2 separate regions of the Mus musculus genome follow, and region 2 is linked to region 1. The links are chromatin contacts, called in public HiChIP or PLAC-seq maps. All regions are on one chromosome and are shown on one strand. The core of a region is the stretch at or near the end of the contact, and the rest is flanking DNA. Distances in the headings are between cores, read along the strand shown.

The links. HiChIP or PLAC-seq counts read pairs in DNA pulled down with a chosen protein or histone mark.
Region 2: an H3K27ac HiChIP or PLAC-seq map of heart atrium shows a contact between it and region 1, with 6 times the contacts expected there. The contact joins two enhancer-like sites. A contact is called at or near these places in 5 of 484 Hi-C or Micro-C datasets (the C2C12 cell line, large pre-B cells, muscle stem cells and 2 more) and 3 of 115 datasets of contacts at active chromatin or transcription factors (fibro-adipogenic progenitors, heart atrium and neural progenitor cells).

The regions. Positions count from the first base shown.
Region 1 is chr10:71,025,209-71,032,542 of GRCm38.p6, forward strand. Bicc1 (BicC family RNA binding protein 1) reads right to left here. Exons shown (of 21, transcript NM_031397.3): 3 at 2,690-2,759. Among named protein-coding and RNA genes, the nearest start is that of Bicc1, 130 kb to the right of the region's middle. Within about 2 kb of position 3,348, at least 37 of the 459 cell types and tissues checked have an H3K27ac peak or open chromatin away from gene starts, as enhancers often do. A contact at or near this core is called in heart atrium, where this site is marked.
Region 2 is chr10:71,215,920-71,223,253 of GRCm38.p6, forward strand. No RefSeq gene overlaps it. Among named protein-coding and RNA genes, the nearest start is that of 1700113B09Rik, 18 kb to the left of the region's middle. Within about 2 kb of position 2,527, at least 37 of the 459 cell types and tissues checked have an H3K27ac peak or open chromatin away from gene starts, as enhancers often do. A contact at or near this core is called in heart atrium, where this site is marked.

The sequences.
Region 1 (7,334 bases), core at 2,098-4,597:
AATTTTTCTAGCTGAAGTAAACTCAGGCTCTGGCTTTCTGCCTGTGTGCCAGGCAGTAACCACCAGCGCCTCTGCCAAGGCGGGCTGCACAGGCATCCGGGCAGCCCTTCTGATAAAGCAAACACGAGGGCTTAAAAGATAAGGTTCGAAGAGAGCTACTGGGAGCTAAATTTGGAAAACACAAAACTGGACTCCGGTAAGATGGAGGAGGCGGCAGACAGGAAGAGAGGGGGCCATAAAAAAAAATGTTTGTGTGGATGCAAATATTTAGGCAGAGCACCGGAAAAGCAGATGAAACAAACCCATAGTAGGGTCATCCCTCAGCAGGGCCCGGGGTATCTCCACATCTCTGACCTTCACACCACCGTGAGGCTTAGATTTAATAAATCATCTACTACACGGCATGGGCCCAGGAACACACATGCATACTCTAATCTCTTTCATAATGAGGGCTGGGAATGAGGGAAGACTTGAAAATGAACAGCCCTCTCTCTCTTACGACACACAAGGCCAGAAGGCAACAGCCCACCAGATGAGCAAACAACTCCCTTCCCAACACCCCCCCCTGCTGTTTAGTTTTACTGGCTACAGAATACAGTGGAACTTCATCTCAAAAATTAAACCATCTTAAAAGAACAGAAACCCCGGATATGGCAGTCTCTAGATGGTCCATCCTTTCGTCACAGCTCCAAACTTTGTCTCTGTAACTCCTTCCATGGGTGTTTTGTTCCCAATTCTAAGAAGGGGCAAAGTGTCCACACTTTGGTCATCGTTCTTCTTGAGTTTCATGTGTTTAGCAAATTCACAGTCAGCTAGTGGATGGATCACAGGGCCCCCAATGGAGGAGCTAGAGAAAGTACCCAAGGAGCTAAAGGGATCTGCAACTCTATAGCTGGAACAACATTTCTTAAATAAAAACACTCAACAACAGGGACTGGGGCCCCAGGGTATGCTTAAGTTTCAATTCACCCCCTTGGTTAACCAGGGATTTTTTTTTTAACAGTCAAATAAACAGAAGACAGGTGAGGCACTGGTTTCTTCTATTGCACATCCAGAACTAGACAGCCAGACCCATGACAAGAGGACTCAATGAATCAGGATAGAAGCATTTTCTTTAGCATTGAGCTCATGCATAGCTTACACAAAGACTTGGAACCACACACAAAAACCGAAACTTGTCTGATTTTGACACGTTAAAACTAGCGGTCCCAGGCTGGAGAGATGGCTCAGTGGTTAAGAACACTGGTTTCTCTTCCAGAGATCCTGAGTTCAATTCCCAGTAACCCACGTGGTGGCTCACAACCATCTGTAATGGGATCTGATGCCCTCTTCTGGTGTGTCTGAGGACAATGACAGTATCCTCATGTACATAAAATAAATCTTAAAAAACAAACAAACAACCCCCCAAAAAAACTAGTGGTCCCAATTCCTTGTCACCATGAGCTAAATAAAAAGTAATAAGACTGAAGTTTCTATAGGCATACCTTGTCTATACTCAGACAGACAGACAGACACACACACACACACACACACACACACACACACCCCAAATGCTCTGTAATATTATTTCTATTCTACAAGATGGGAACACAAAGTGAGACTGAAGGAAATCTAGACTAAAACACGAAAGGCAACCGAGACCCCATGCCGTGTTAAAATGCCACTTGGCAATATAGTCACAGAAGGTGGAACAAGACGACAAACTGAGCAGCAGCAAGATGACAAGACAAAGGGCAGACCACAGGACACAGCTCAGCTTGCATGAATGCTATATGTAGAACTGTTTGGTGGCATTCGTATTATTCTCCTGATAGCTATACAAATTTGTATTCTTCGTTAAATATAGACAAGCAGGATTCCTGAAACTATAGTATATTTGAAAAAATACATATATTTACATATGTACTATGTATACATATAGTATATATTATATTCCTATATATTATATTCACATACCTATATTTATATCTATATAAATATAATAATAAATATTAATATATAAGTATATATAATACATTTCTTAAAACACGTACTGGAAAGTCACATTAGAGAATACCATAGAATCCTAGAAAAAACAAATAAGACAGTGTTCCCTCCCATCTCTGACCATCTACGGGTAGGCAGCTCTATACATAAGGCAGGGAAATGTCTGATCTAAAATGCAGTTCATGCAATACTGTCATGTAGATGGAAAAAAATTCATTTGAGAAAGGAGGAAGTTACGGCTCATTCATGTGGAAGAAGGGCACAGTATATAGCAGCTCATAAATATAGGCCATGACAAAACAAAAAAAAACCAAAATAAACAAAAAACAAAACAAAGAATAAAAAAAGAACAACAACCAAAAACAAAACAAAACAAAAAACCACCTTAAAGTCTACACAAGGGAAACACACAGGCTACGACCCCCATGTAGAACTGCCATTCTTCATGGCTGCTGATCTGACAGATACCCTTCAGATCACAGGTTACTGTGAAGCCCGTTATGGTAACATTTCTATTTTAATACTATTTTTTTAAGCATTTTTTTTTCTGCTGCCACAAAGCCACCTATTTATTTTAATCATGAAAATCCTCCCCAAATACGGCTATTTGACAAGCACTTGAGGCCAAACGTGAACAGAACTGAGCTCCAGCAACCCCGGAAGCTCGTTTTTCAAACATACCTACTCCCCGTCCCAAATTTACCTTTCTTGGATTTAGCCCCGATCTTCAGTTTGGACGGCCATGCAATCTGCGTGTTTGTCTCCTCCATGATCTGAGTCAGGGATCAAGAGAAAAATATTGACTCAATTAAGAACTTGTATTTACAGATAAGATTTTCACACGTTCAAAAAAAAAATTCTTATTTTCATGTTTCTGGCTTTGTGTTGATACAACAAGATGATCTCAGCTTAAAACAATGCAAACATCTTTTTGAAAGCTCGAGGGAGAAGAGGGGGTGTGTTTTCCTAAGCCCTTAATCTACTGAGAGCATCCAAGTCTGTGTTGTTCTCTCCGTGAATCCAGAATCTTAACAGAAACAAGACCTCAAAGTACATGGACAAGTAATTAACCCAGCTTGTTGCCAGGACCATCAGAGATGCTTGCACTGAATAAAATTCACCCGAGACCATCATCTACATACTAGATGTGACTCTTGTAATACAGAAACGATGAGTTAAGCCATACTAAATGAAGATTTCCTCCCATCCCCCAAAATGAAACATCTCCTCCTCCCACTCTCTCTCCATTTGTATTTCATTAAAACTGTTGAAATGCTTCTAAACACAGCATCCCTTCATACTGCTCCATTTCCCGTCAGCCTTCCTGTGGGCCAAGATAGTGTTTATGCTATCGCTCCACCCATTCATATATGCAGATAATACCAGCAGAAGGGAGCCTAGCACATAACGTGAGAAAGGACAGGCAGCAGGCATCGAAAGTGGAGGTGGCAATGACGAGGCAGAAGCCACAGACGACAGCATGAGCGAAGCCAACAAGTAATCGGAAAGGAATCAGAGACTCCCAAGACAAAATAGTCTTTCTAGCTTGCCAATTCCACAGGGCTGTTCACTTGGGAACACGAATAGAAAACTAACTCTGCGCAGGCTAACAGGAACAGAAAATGCAACAAACTAACAGCAAGTCACTTATAGGTCTATCAGCACCCGACAGTCAAGAATTACTCAGAGCAAGACCCAAAGCAGAAAGACCAGGCAGAGCAAGATGAGACGTATTTACTAATATGGATTTAGAGTTAATTAAACAAATCAATGGCGATGACAACTGAACGCACTAAGAACACAACTAACACTAATTTCCTTCTCCAGCTTGTGTACCAGACATGAGAGTAAATGGTTGACGCAGGTCTCTTTCACTCAAGCACCCGACAGCTCTCAGCAGATGTCTCAAGCTGGCAGCCTACCCATGGGTTCTGTCTGCTGTCCAAAGTGTTAGGGGTAGGGCCAACATTTGAAGATCCAAGAACCTGGCATAGCCATTCTGATCTCTGATTTTCCAGAAAAGTTGGTGGATTCGGCACAAGGAATTCATGACAGCATTTGGCTGGCACAGGCAACAGTTGCCTGCTGTGCACTGGGCCAGTGGGCCCTCAGATGCTCCTGAGCCCAACTGTGTCCCTGATGCTGAGGTCAAACGTCACTTGTATGCTGCCCCTGACTTGTTTGTAGTGCTTACTGGTCACTTGGCCCAGTGTCCACACTGCTGTTTTTCTTGGAAAATATTTCTACTTGAAAGCCAGAAAACAAAAACCAAGCCCCCACCGTCTTTGCTTGGTTTATATACGAATCTGATCCAGAAGAAAAGTGGGTGCTCTCACCCTCACCCTCTAAGTCCTGGTTCCTGCCTGTTTCACCTTTGCTAATTAACTGAGTTGACATCAGCATTCATTTGGTTAACTATGTTATTGGTTTGGGGTTTTGATATTGTTTTGGTGTAAGTGGGTTTGTTTGGGGGACGGTGGTTATTTTTGGTTTTCGGAGGGTTGTTTCTGTTTTTTTGTTTATTGTTTTGAGACAAGATCTCACCTACACTGGCCTCAAATCTCCAGTCTTCACGCCTCAGCCTCCCAACTTCTGGGATTACAGAGTGTAGCAAGCAAGCCTAACACTCTCACTCTCTCTCTCTCTCTCTCTCTCTCTCTCTCTCTCTCTCTCTCTCTGAGATTACAGAGTGTAGCAAGCAAGCTTAACACTCTCTCTCTCTCTCTCTCTCTCTCTCTCTCTCTCTCTCTCTCTCCCTAGGAGTACTTTATTTTTTTAAAAAATAAAATTAGAAAGAAAGAATGGCTCAGTGGTTAAGAGTACTTGCAGTTCCCACTGAGGGCCTGAGTTCTGTTGCCTGCACACACATGGCTGCACACAGCCATCTGTAACTCCATTTGTAGGGGATCTGATGCCCTCTATGGCCACTGCTCAAAGAAGGTGCGCATATAGACACCTAACAGAAAAGCAAATGTTTTGTCTTTTTAAAAACCATTTCTTTTTGGTTTTGAGATTATGATATAATTACATCATTTCTCCCCTTCTCTTTCTTCTCTCCCAACCTCCCATATATGTCTCCTGGTTCTCTTCAAAATTCACGGCCTCATCCAGAGACTGCCCCACCTGGAGATCCATCCTATATACAGTCACAAACTGAGACACTATTGTGGATGCCAACAAGTGCTTGCTGACAGGAGCCTGATATAGCTTTCTCCTGAGAGGCTCTGCCACATAAGAGGAACAACAATATGAACCAACCAGTACCCCAAGAGCTCCAAGGGACTAAACCACCAACAGAAGAATACACATGGAGGGACCCATGGCTTCAGTTGCATATGTAGCAGAGGATGGCCTTATCAGGCATCAGTGAGAGGCTCTTGGTCCTGAAAAGGCTCTATGCCCTAGTATAGGGGAATGCCAGGACTAGGAATCGGGAGTGGGTGGGTAGGTGAGCAGGGGGAGGAGGGAGGGATAGGGTAGTTTTTGCAGGGGAAACCAGGAAAAGGGTTAACATTTGAAATGTAAATAAAGAAAATATCTAATAAAAAATTCATGGCCTCTTTTTTTCATTAACTGTTGTAATGTCTATATATGGCTACATATGTACATATATTCCTAAGTATAATCACAACAAACCTTTTCAAAAAATAAATGAATTAATAAAAAAAATACTATCCTTTTCAACTGCCTCTATACCAGCTGCCCAGTAGATGATGCCCCCTCCCTGGCTCACCACTTCAAGGACGTAGGAATCTACTGGTCTCTCTTCCAAAATGTTCCAGTCCCGGCTCCTTCTCACACTGAACCCATCACCTGCTCAAGGATTCTTTCCATCCTCCTGCCACCCAGTTAGAATCACCCTGACTCATTACTATACTTGACTTCTCTCTTATTCTGATGGCAAGCAAGTGTTTTCTTACCTTCCCTGTTTACAAGTTCACAGTCCGAAAGATAGAAATTGTGCTCACTGTCCAAGTGCACAGTACGTACCAGGTATGTTTAGGCAAACGCCCTGACCTAGTTCCCTACCTGGAGTGAGGTCTCTTTCTCAGCCAAGTTCAACTACATCATGCGGGGCAAGTTACTCTCCTTCACCCTCTATGTAAATTGTTTGTAGCATCTACTGCTTGAGCAGTCACAAGGACTTGAGAAGATGGATGGAATCCTGATTCAGTAAATGCTTACTGATGCTGATGGCTCTATGGAACCAGCTACCTGAGAAAGGGCGCAGACACAGTCTGTAACACAGGAGGAGTGCTTAGGGGAGATTCAAAAGGACACGTGGGAGAGCATCCGTCGTCACCAGAGGGGCTTTGAGTCTCAACTTGTGTTGTGAGGAAGGATCAGGTCTCCTACCATCTGCATGTATGGATAAGCCCCAAACAGACTTGAAGACGTGGCACAGACCAAGACGTAGAGGCTCATGTGATGGACTGTCACTTCGCTATTAATAACTCATGACCAGGTAAGAAGCTAGAGCAGGATGAAACAAATTATTTTGCTTCCAGAGTCAGAAGTTTTCCTCAAGAGCTTATCAGTTAATTGGATAACTTGTCAGCCTCGTCAAGGATGCAGGGCAGGTGTATCCCAGTCAAGTTGGAATCGGGACAGCTAGGAGGAGGTGGAGGGTGAAGGGGTTCAGGAGGGGGAGGGTGAAGGGGTTCAGGAGGGGGAGGGTGAAGGGGCCCAATCTCTTTAAGCACAGTGTACAGAAGAGCCATAGAGATGGAGCTGATTCCAGCACAAGAAACAGCTCAAAGGATGTTCATGCAGCAAGCTATGCAAAGCTATGCTTGGGTCCGCAGCAGACCAAAGCGGGGCTGGAAGAAGTGAAGTTAGGAAGATAGGGAAGGGAAAGAAAAGACACCATATGAAGCCCCCAAGAAGAAAACAACCATCTCAGTCTCAGGAGAAAAAAAAGACAATTTCTGAAATGACTTCCAGAAAAAAACAAAGGGTTCTAGGTTTTCTTCTGTGGTTGGTTGTTTGTTTCTGTGACTTCTGCTGTTCTCGTTTCTACGTGCCATACAACCAAAGCCCAGAGAACAAACTGCTGACTTTGCCTCACCTTCTATAAACAGTAAAAAAGAAAAAAAGTATCCTTTTAAATTATGGGACTAGGAAGAAAATTTTGTGGCTTTATAGTGGGTGGAGGCACCTTCTTCTCCTTAATAAGAGGGTCTCGTGTGTTTCCTAAGGTCGTTTAGTTATTACCAGGAAGTCACTTCCCAGAAACCTGCTGTGAGCCTTGGTTCACATGTAAGTCAATACTCTGTCCACAATGTTCGCTATCCATCCATGGACTAATTGGATTAAGTGGCTAATTCTGACCACCTCTCTCCCAGGAG
Region 2 (7,334 bases), core at 1,277-3,776, 190 kb after region 1:
CAGGAGAGACCACCAAGGGGTCTTCCTCTCTGTCCTTGCCCTCTGTGACCACTGCAGCATTCTGATTCCAGAGGTTTTGACTCCTCAATAGGTGCTCTTGAGGGAGCAGGGAGTTTAGGCTGAGCAGAGACTGATGGGGGGTGGCTTTCAGATCCATCATGGCTTTCAAACTGAAGCCACGTCTTTCTAAAGAAACCCCAGTGAGTGATGAGCACTACATCGCACAAATGAGAGTGACCGGGCATTTCCCTGGATTCCACTCGGCTCCTTAAGCCACGCCCCTTTGGCCCCAGGTGAAATAGCATGCATGAGTGTGCAGTGGCGCCGGCCTTTAACCCCAGAGCTTGGGAGGCAGAGGCAGGCGGAATTCTGAATTCGAGGCCAGCCTGGTCTACAGAGTGAGTTCCAGTTACTTTCCAGTCACCTGACAAAACCTCCCTCAAGGGAGGAAGGGTTTATTCTGGCTGACAGTCTGCGGGAGCAGACTATCACTGCAGGTCTTAAAGGCGGCATCTCAAATCACTTGGTTTGTTCAACCGGTATGAAGACAGAAGTGAGTATGGATAAAAATGCTGGGCACTGTAGCCCACATCTATAACCCCAAAACTGTGGAGGCAGAGATGGGATCACCCCTGGGGCTTGTGGATCAACTAGGGTTCACCCAGGACCAGCAGGCAAAAGCAGGAGTTACTGCCTTGACAGGTGTGATTAACCTCGATCTAGAAACTCCCTCACAGACATGCCCAGAGGTTTGTTACCATGGAGATTCTAATCGCCATCAAGGTAACAAGATCAACCATCCTTTCTTTTTCCTTCGTCTTCCAACACATGCTCTTTAGGAACACCCACGATTTCCTACTTAGATGTATCTGCTTCCACCACGGTTCAACTGACACAAAAGGTCTCAGATCTAAGCCCCAGTTTGGGGGCCAGTGAGATGGGCCAGCTATAAGGGCAACTAGTGCCAAGCGTCTAACCTGAGTTTGAGCCTGGATCCCCACATGCTATACAGAGAGAGAATGCTGCAAGTTGTTACAAGTTGTCCTATGACCTACACACACACACACACACACACACACAGCCCGTACCTCTTTGTTTTTCCCACTATTCTGGCATCCAGCAAGCCCCCAGCTTTCCTCCTATCTCTGTCCCCCAGTGCTGGGCTTATAAGCACACACAGCTATTCTCAGTCGCTTCATGTGTGTGCTGAGTCCTTCTGCAAGCGTAAATTCTCTTACCCACTGAGCTATCTATGCAGCTCCAGGTTCTATATTTCTAATGCTGGTCTGAGAACCACAGCAGGGAACCCAGGCCAGCTGGGCTTCACACACAGGAAGCCCTGGGAGGTAGATGAGGATATCAGCAGCTCCCCTCAAACCTGTCTGGCTCGCTGTGGACCCCAGGCAAGCCATGCTAGACTGTGAGCAGGCTCAGCTCCTGATAACCCACTCTAGGCTGTCTCCATGTCTAAGTCGGTGCTTGTTAGAAGAGCTGGGGCTATAAGCTTGACCTTCAGCGTTGGCCCTGTCACCCACCATATCCCTGTGCCATTAGCGGGAGGGGGAGGGAGGCAGTCACTCCCTGTGGAAGCAGGGACAAGTCACAGTGGTCATGAAGGAAGTGTGGCTTCACGGTGGGACGCCCTCTGAGTCACCTAATGGGACTCAGTCAGAGACCCAGATGACAGTGCTGGATTCAGGTTATAGCTGTTGCTCACCTTCAGCCGCTGTATCACTCGGGGTCAGTGTCAGAGATAAAACCCACTTTAATTAAATAGGAAGAGACTGAAGGAATGCAGGAGACTGGCTCCAGACAAAATAGGAAGGCCAGAAAAGCGCACATGCTCGTGTGTGTGTGTGTGTGTGTGTGTGTGTGTGTGTGTGTGTGAGTGTGTGTGAGAGAGAGAGTGTGTGTGTGTGCGTGTGCATGCGCGCGCTCAGGAAGCAGAGAGAAGCGCTAGGAACTGGCCTCTGCGGTGCAGACAGCCAGCCCTGCTATAACCAAGATGGTGGAGTCAGAAAACTGTTCCTGGGACTGACAGCGGTCAGGGAGCGAGGCTGCCTTCAAAGCTGTCTCCTTCGAAGCCACACTGCTGCTACGAAAAACCCTTGCCTGCCCACACGCGGTGCCTCGTCACCCTTGAAGCCAGCAACTAAGTAGCTAGGGAAAGCATACTTCCTCCACACGTAGACCGCTGTGCCTTCCAAATGTTCCGTGGCCTGTCTGAGGAGCCACACTGCAATCACATCTGGGACCTCTGTTTCCCGACCCTTGTAAGTACTGGAGACATGTCAGGAGGCGCAGGAAGAGCTAAGGCACCAGGAACCTCAGCCAGCTCCCTGTATCTTTGGAGGAATTGGGGGTGGGGGTGGGGAGTAGGCTATTACCTGAACAGGAAAAGGTATCTCCTGGCTTAAAAACAGAGGCAACTGAGCAAGAAGAGAGATGTGTATAGCCCCAGGGACTTGAGCTGGTCATCAGCCTGAGCCCTTGGATTTGTCAAATGCTGCCTTCTGCTGCCCTCTAGTGTTTGCGGAACAAACTGCTTCTCCACCTGATACTAAGAACTCCCCCGATGCCAGGAAAAGCCTCCCAGACTAGTCGACAAAATTACAACTCATCTGATCAGTTGACATTCGGGTCACACTTGCCCCAAATGTTACTGTCTTAGCTCTCCTGCTGTAAGATATTTATCCTCTGTAATTAGAGGGGTTCATGATGTCATGGTTCTGGTGGGCTATGGCTTCCCAGGAAGCCGTACTAGAAAGCATCTGATTTGTTGCACATTTGCTTGTCTTGACAAAGCCCTGAGCCCTGCCCCCACCCCACCCGTCATCTCCACGGTTGGAGATTGGAGGGTAAGATCTGTGTTTTTTTTCAGGACTCAGCCAGTAAGAAACAAGTGGCCGTCAACAAGCAGAGTCTTGAAATGACAGACTTGTTACCAACCAACAAACTGAAGTCATTGTGTTGACAGTTTTCAATCTAGAGACTCGATGTACCAATCAGAATTGTGGAGTCTGATCTGCTGAAGTATCCTGCCTGCCTCCCTGGTTAGGTCCCCAGTGTTGCATCTGGGATTCCACAGGATGGAGGGTCTGTCTGTCTGGCCCAGTGGGTAAGACTGGGAGCTGCTACTCCTGGATTAGCCTTCCATCACCGTCTCTCTCTTTCCCTCATCATCATTTGTGTTAAACTAGAGCCTGCTTTTAGATCTTCCTATAAGGAAGACGGCCGAGAGCAGGTCTCTTTGGACAATTTGGTTCTGTCCACAGTAGGGCAGAGGTCAGCAGCACATTTATCAACTCTCCCTTTGCCTACGGCCCCTTCAGCACACAATTCTCTTTAAGTCTCTACCCAGTCGGCTTCCAAATGGGTCTTCAAAACTGCCCTGAGTGTGGCTTCAGTGCCTTTTGTGAGAACTGTCTCTACCCCAACACCACGCTCTCTGAGAACCTCTAAATATTTGCAAACACTTTGACACAGTTTCAAACCACCGCAAGCTGGAGATGTCAACAGAAACCACTTCTTAAATATTCTGCTTAGCCAGCAAAGCCTTTTAGCTTCCAGGTGCCTGGGCTGTCCCCTTCCTGCCTCTCCGAAGCACCAGGCTGTTAGGAGAAAGGCATTTATTTGCAAACAAGGCCAGACAGAGATCAGAGGTCCCCTGCATGGCTTGGGGACACACACCACACTGTCATCACACACATCTGCTGTTTGCTTTCCTCCTGGGGAAGAGATGGGCTCCCCTTGAGGCAGAGATGATGAAAGGCTGCAGGGGGGTAGGGGTGAAGGCATGGGGGGACGGGACAGGGTGACAGCAAGCTTGAAGCTGCATGTGGGGTCAGGGCCTGTGTACTCAGGTCTCTTGGAGGTTGATCTGCTGATCTACTTCAAGGCTTTGGAATCGGAATCCCGGGATGTCGTCCCGCTGGGTTCTCAGGGGAAATTCTCAAGGGCTTGAGGTGGTGGCCTAGCCACAGAAGTGAGACCATAGAGGGACAAACACTTAGAAAAAGAGGCAGTCTCACGCTGTTGTTATGATGAGAACAACTGCCAGACCCCTGTGATGAGCGGGACAGAGGACAGGAGTGTGCCTCTGAGGGACAAGTCAGGGTGGCATAAACAATCATATCATTTGCAGAGAGAATTTCCTGGAAACAAATCAAGGTAGCTGCTACAATACCACAACATGCATTCAGTTAAAGATTATTTGGACCCACATTGCTAGCTGGTGTGTAGATGGAACCACCTGTGCCTGCGACTACAGCGCCACAGATCACAAGTCACAGATGCGAATGCTAATACTCTGCTTTAACAAATCCATCTGGATCACTTAGGAGCAGAAAATGAGATGTGTGAGTCTATTCATTGAAGTGGGTTCTGTAATGCCAAACTTTAGAAACCACCCTTCAATGACCTACTTATGGTATAGCCACAGTGGAACAGGATGCAGTCTAAAAGATGACAGAGCCAGTCAGTGGTGGCACGAGCCTTTAATCCCAGCACTCAGGAAGCAGAGACAGAAGGATCTCTGAGATTGAGACCAGCCTAGTATAGAGTGAGTTCCAGGACAGTCAGGACTATGCAGAGAAACCCTGCCTCGAAAAACCAACCTAACAAATAAACAGACAAAAAGATGAAGTTTCAGATCAGACTGTATATTATGCTATCACTCAAGGCTAACCAAGCAGAGTGAGTCAGGGGATAAAGAGGGACCAAGTTCTTCTGATAAGCAGCCTTCCCTCTCCCACCCCCCCACCGTCAGCTACATTTCCAGAGGTCCCTTCACAGGGTAGGCTGGGTAGAGAAAAATACATACATACATACATACATACATACATACATACACACACACACACACACACACACACACAACCTTTCTTTTTCCTGTGTATCACAATTTGCATGTTAATGAACATAAGACTTAGGCAGGGATTGAGGGATGGCTCAGTGGCTAAAACACTTGTGACACGGATATAAGGACCGGAGTTCACATCCTAGAATCCCATGTGGAACATAGACATACAGGAAGAGAGTTTTGTAACAGGAGAATCTCCAGAGAGCTCAGGCAGGTCAGCTACCCTGTCAGGCTCAGAGGCAAAACTAAGAGGGGCTTGTCTCAAACAAGGTAGAAGAGGGAGTGTAACACCCCAGGTTATAACGAGAGGCACCTTTAGAGACTGTGGTAAGCCTGGCCTCCTCGGGTCTAGAATTGTGTTTGCTAACAGGCTGTTTCATAGCTATTTAATCTAAATTTAAATATTCCCGCTTGGGAGAGAGAAGGAGGCTAACAAAACTCTTTAAAAAGTTATCACTCCATGATGTCATGCCAGCTATGTCATTACCCCAAATTGTATGTCCCAATGTGGCAAGTAGGTGCTTTATAAGAAAACAAAGTTATACATCAAGACGTTCGCAGATACGTTGGTTGGAACACTGGGTGGCCAGCTAAGGCAAAGTGGAACAATCTCTGCTACAGGCCCAGGGTGTTATCTGTCAGCATTCCTAGCCCTTTCATTGGTGAGAGCTAGGGATGTCTCTGTATATTCCAAATGTGCTGCCTACATCTGTTGAAGGGCAGCCAGAGTCTTTGCTCTCTGGAAAAGCTTTCTCAGATAAACATACCCACAGAGCATTCTAAATCCAGTCATGGTAATAGTTAACACCACAGCTATCACAGAACTCAACACCAAATCCCACATTCATTAGCCATGTGACCTGATAAAATAACCTATAGAAAAGGAGCGTCCCCGTTGCTTTGAATAACAGTCTAAATGGCATCCACTAGCCAGAAGTGCTCAAACACAAACCCTGGAGCCTGTGGGTATATCCTTATATCCCATAGGAGAATCCTGGATGACAAGAAGAAACCATCCATGTTAAAGAATAGGAGAGAGAACTTGGGATACAGCGCAGATGGAAGACAAAGTAAGGACAGGGTCAAAGATGCAACCACTGTAAGCTCAGGACTCCCCAGAAGCTCTGAGGAACATAAGATTATTAGGGCTGAGAGGCGGCTCAGTAGTTAGGGGCTCTTGTTGCTCTACCAGAGAACCCGAGTCTGGATCCTAGCACCTATGTCGGGCAGCTCAAGAGCATCTCAAACTCTAGTTTGGGGGATCTGATGCCCTCTTCTGGCCACTATAGGACACTTATGCTCACATGTATTTACATACACATGTACATGGTGCACACAAAGACACAGAGGCACACACAAAACCCACACACCAGTAAAATTGCCAGAACCAGCCCCTAACCCTCTTTAAAAGTCTAGCAAGGAAAGGGCTCCAAAGCAACCAAACTGGACAGCTTGGACAGCTTCTCCTTCCTCCCAAATTGCATGAAAGTGAGTACAATACAGAAGGAAGTAGTGTGGACATCTTAGCTACTGTTCCATCACTGGGACAAGACACTGTGACCACAGGACTTACAGAAGCTTTTAACTGAGGGTGTGCTTACAGTTAGTTTCAGAGGCTGAGTCGAATGTCGTCATGGCAGGGAGCATTCAGCAGACAAGCAGACAGGCAGCCGTAGCGCTGGAACAGTGGTTGAGCACTTAGATCCTGACCCACAAGGAAGCAAGAGTGAGACTAGGCCTGGCATGGGCTTTTGAAGCCTCAAAGCCCACCCCATAGTGACACACCTCCTCCAACAAGGCCACACCTCCTAATCCTTCCTAAACAGGTCCACCAACTAGGGACCTAACATTCAAATGCATGAGCCTATGAGGCCATTCTCATCCGAACCACCACAGTGGATGTCCTGGCTGGCTTTCTGTTGCTAGGATACTCACCAGGACCAACAACAACTTGGGGAGGAAAGGGTTTAAATTACAAGTTACAGCCCATCATCCAGGGAAACAAAGGAGGGCACTCAAAGCAGGAACCCAGATGCAGGAATGAAAGCACAGACCACAGAGAGCCACTGCCTTCCTGGCTTGCTTCCAGGTTCAAGTGCAGCTGGTTTTTTTATACGGCCCAGGCCCATATATGCATAGGAGTAACATGCTCACAGTGGGCTGGGCCCTCCATCATCAGCAATCAAGAAAACACCCCATAGATTTGCCAATAGGCTAATCTGATGGAGGCAATGTCTCACTAGGTTCCTTCTTCCCAAGAGACATCTCAGCGGGTACCAGTAGGATGTCAGCTCCTAGGAGTTTTCCAAGGCAGCTGGGTAGAGAGGGCCAGCATACCAAATGTGATGCAGACACCAAGGTTCTCCAGTCTGAGCAACAAGGCCACCAATCAAGATCAACGAAGGTAATCCTAGAGAACATGGGTGGGGAGGGGTAGACGCAAATGAAAAACTTTGCCCTGTTTGCCCAGCTA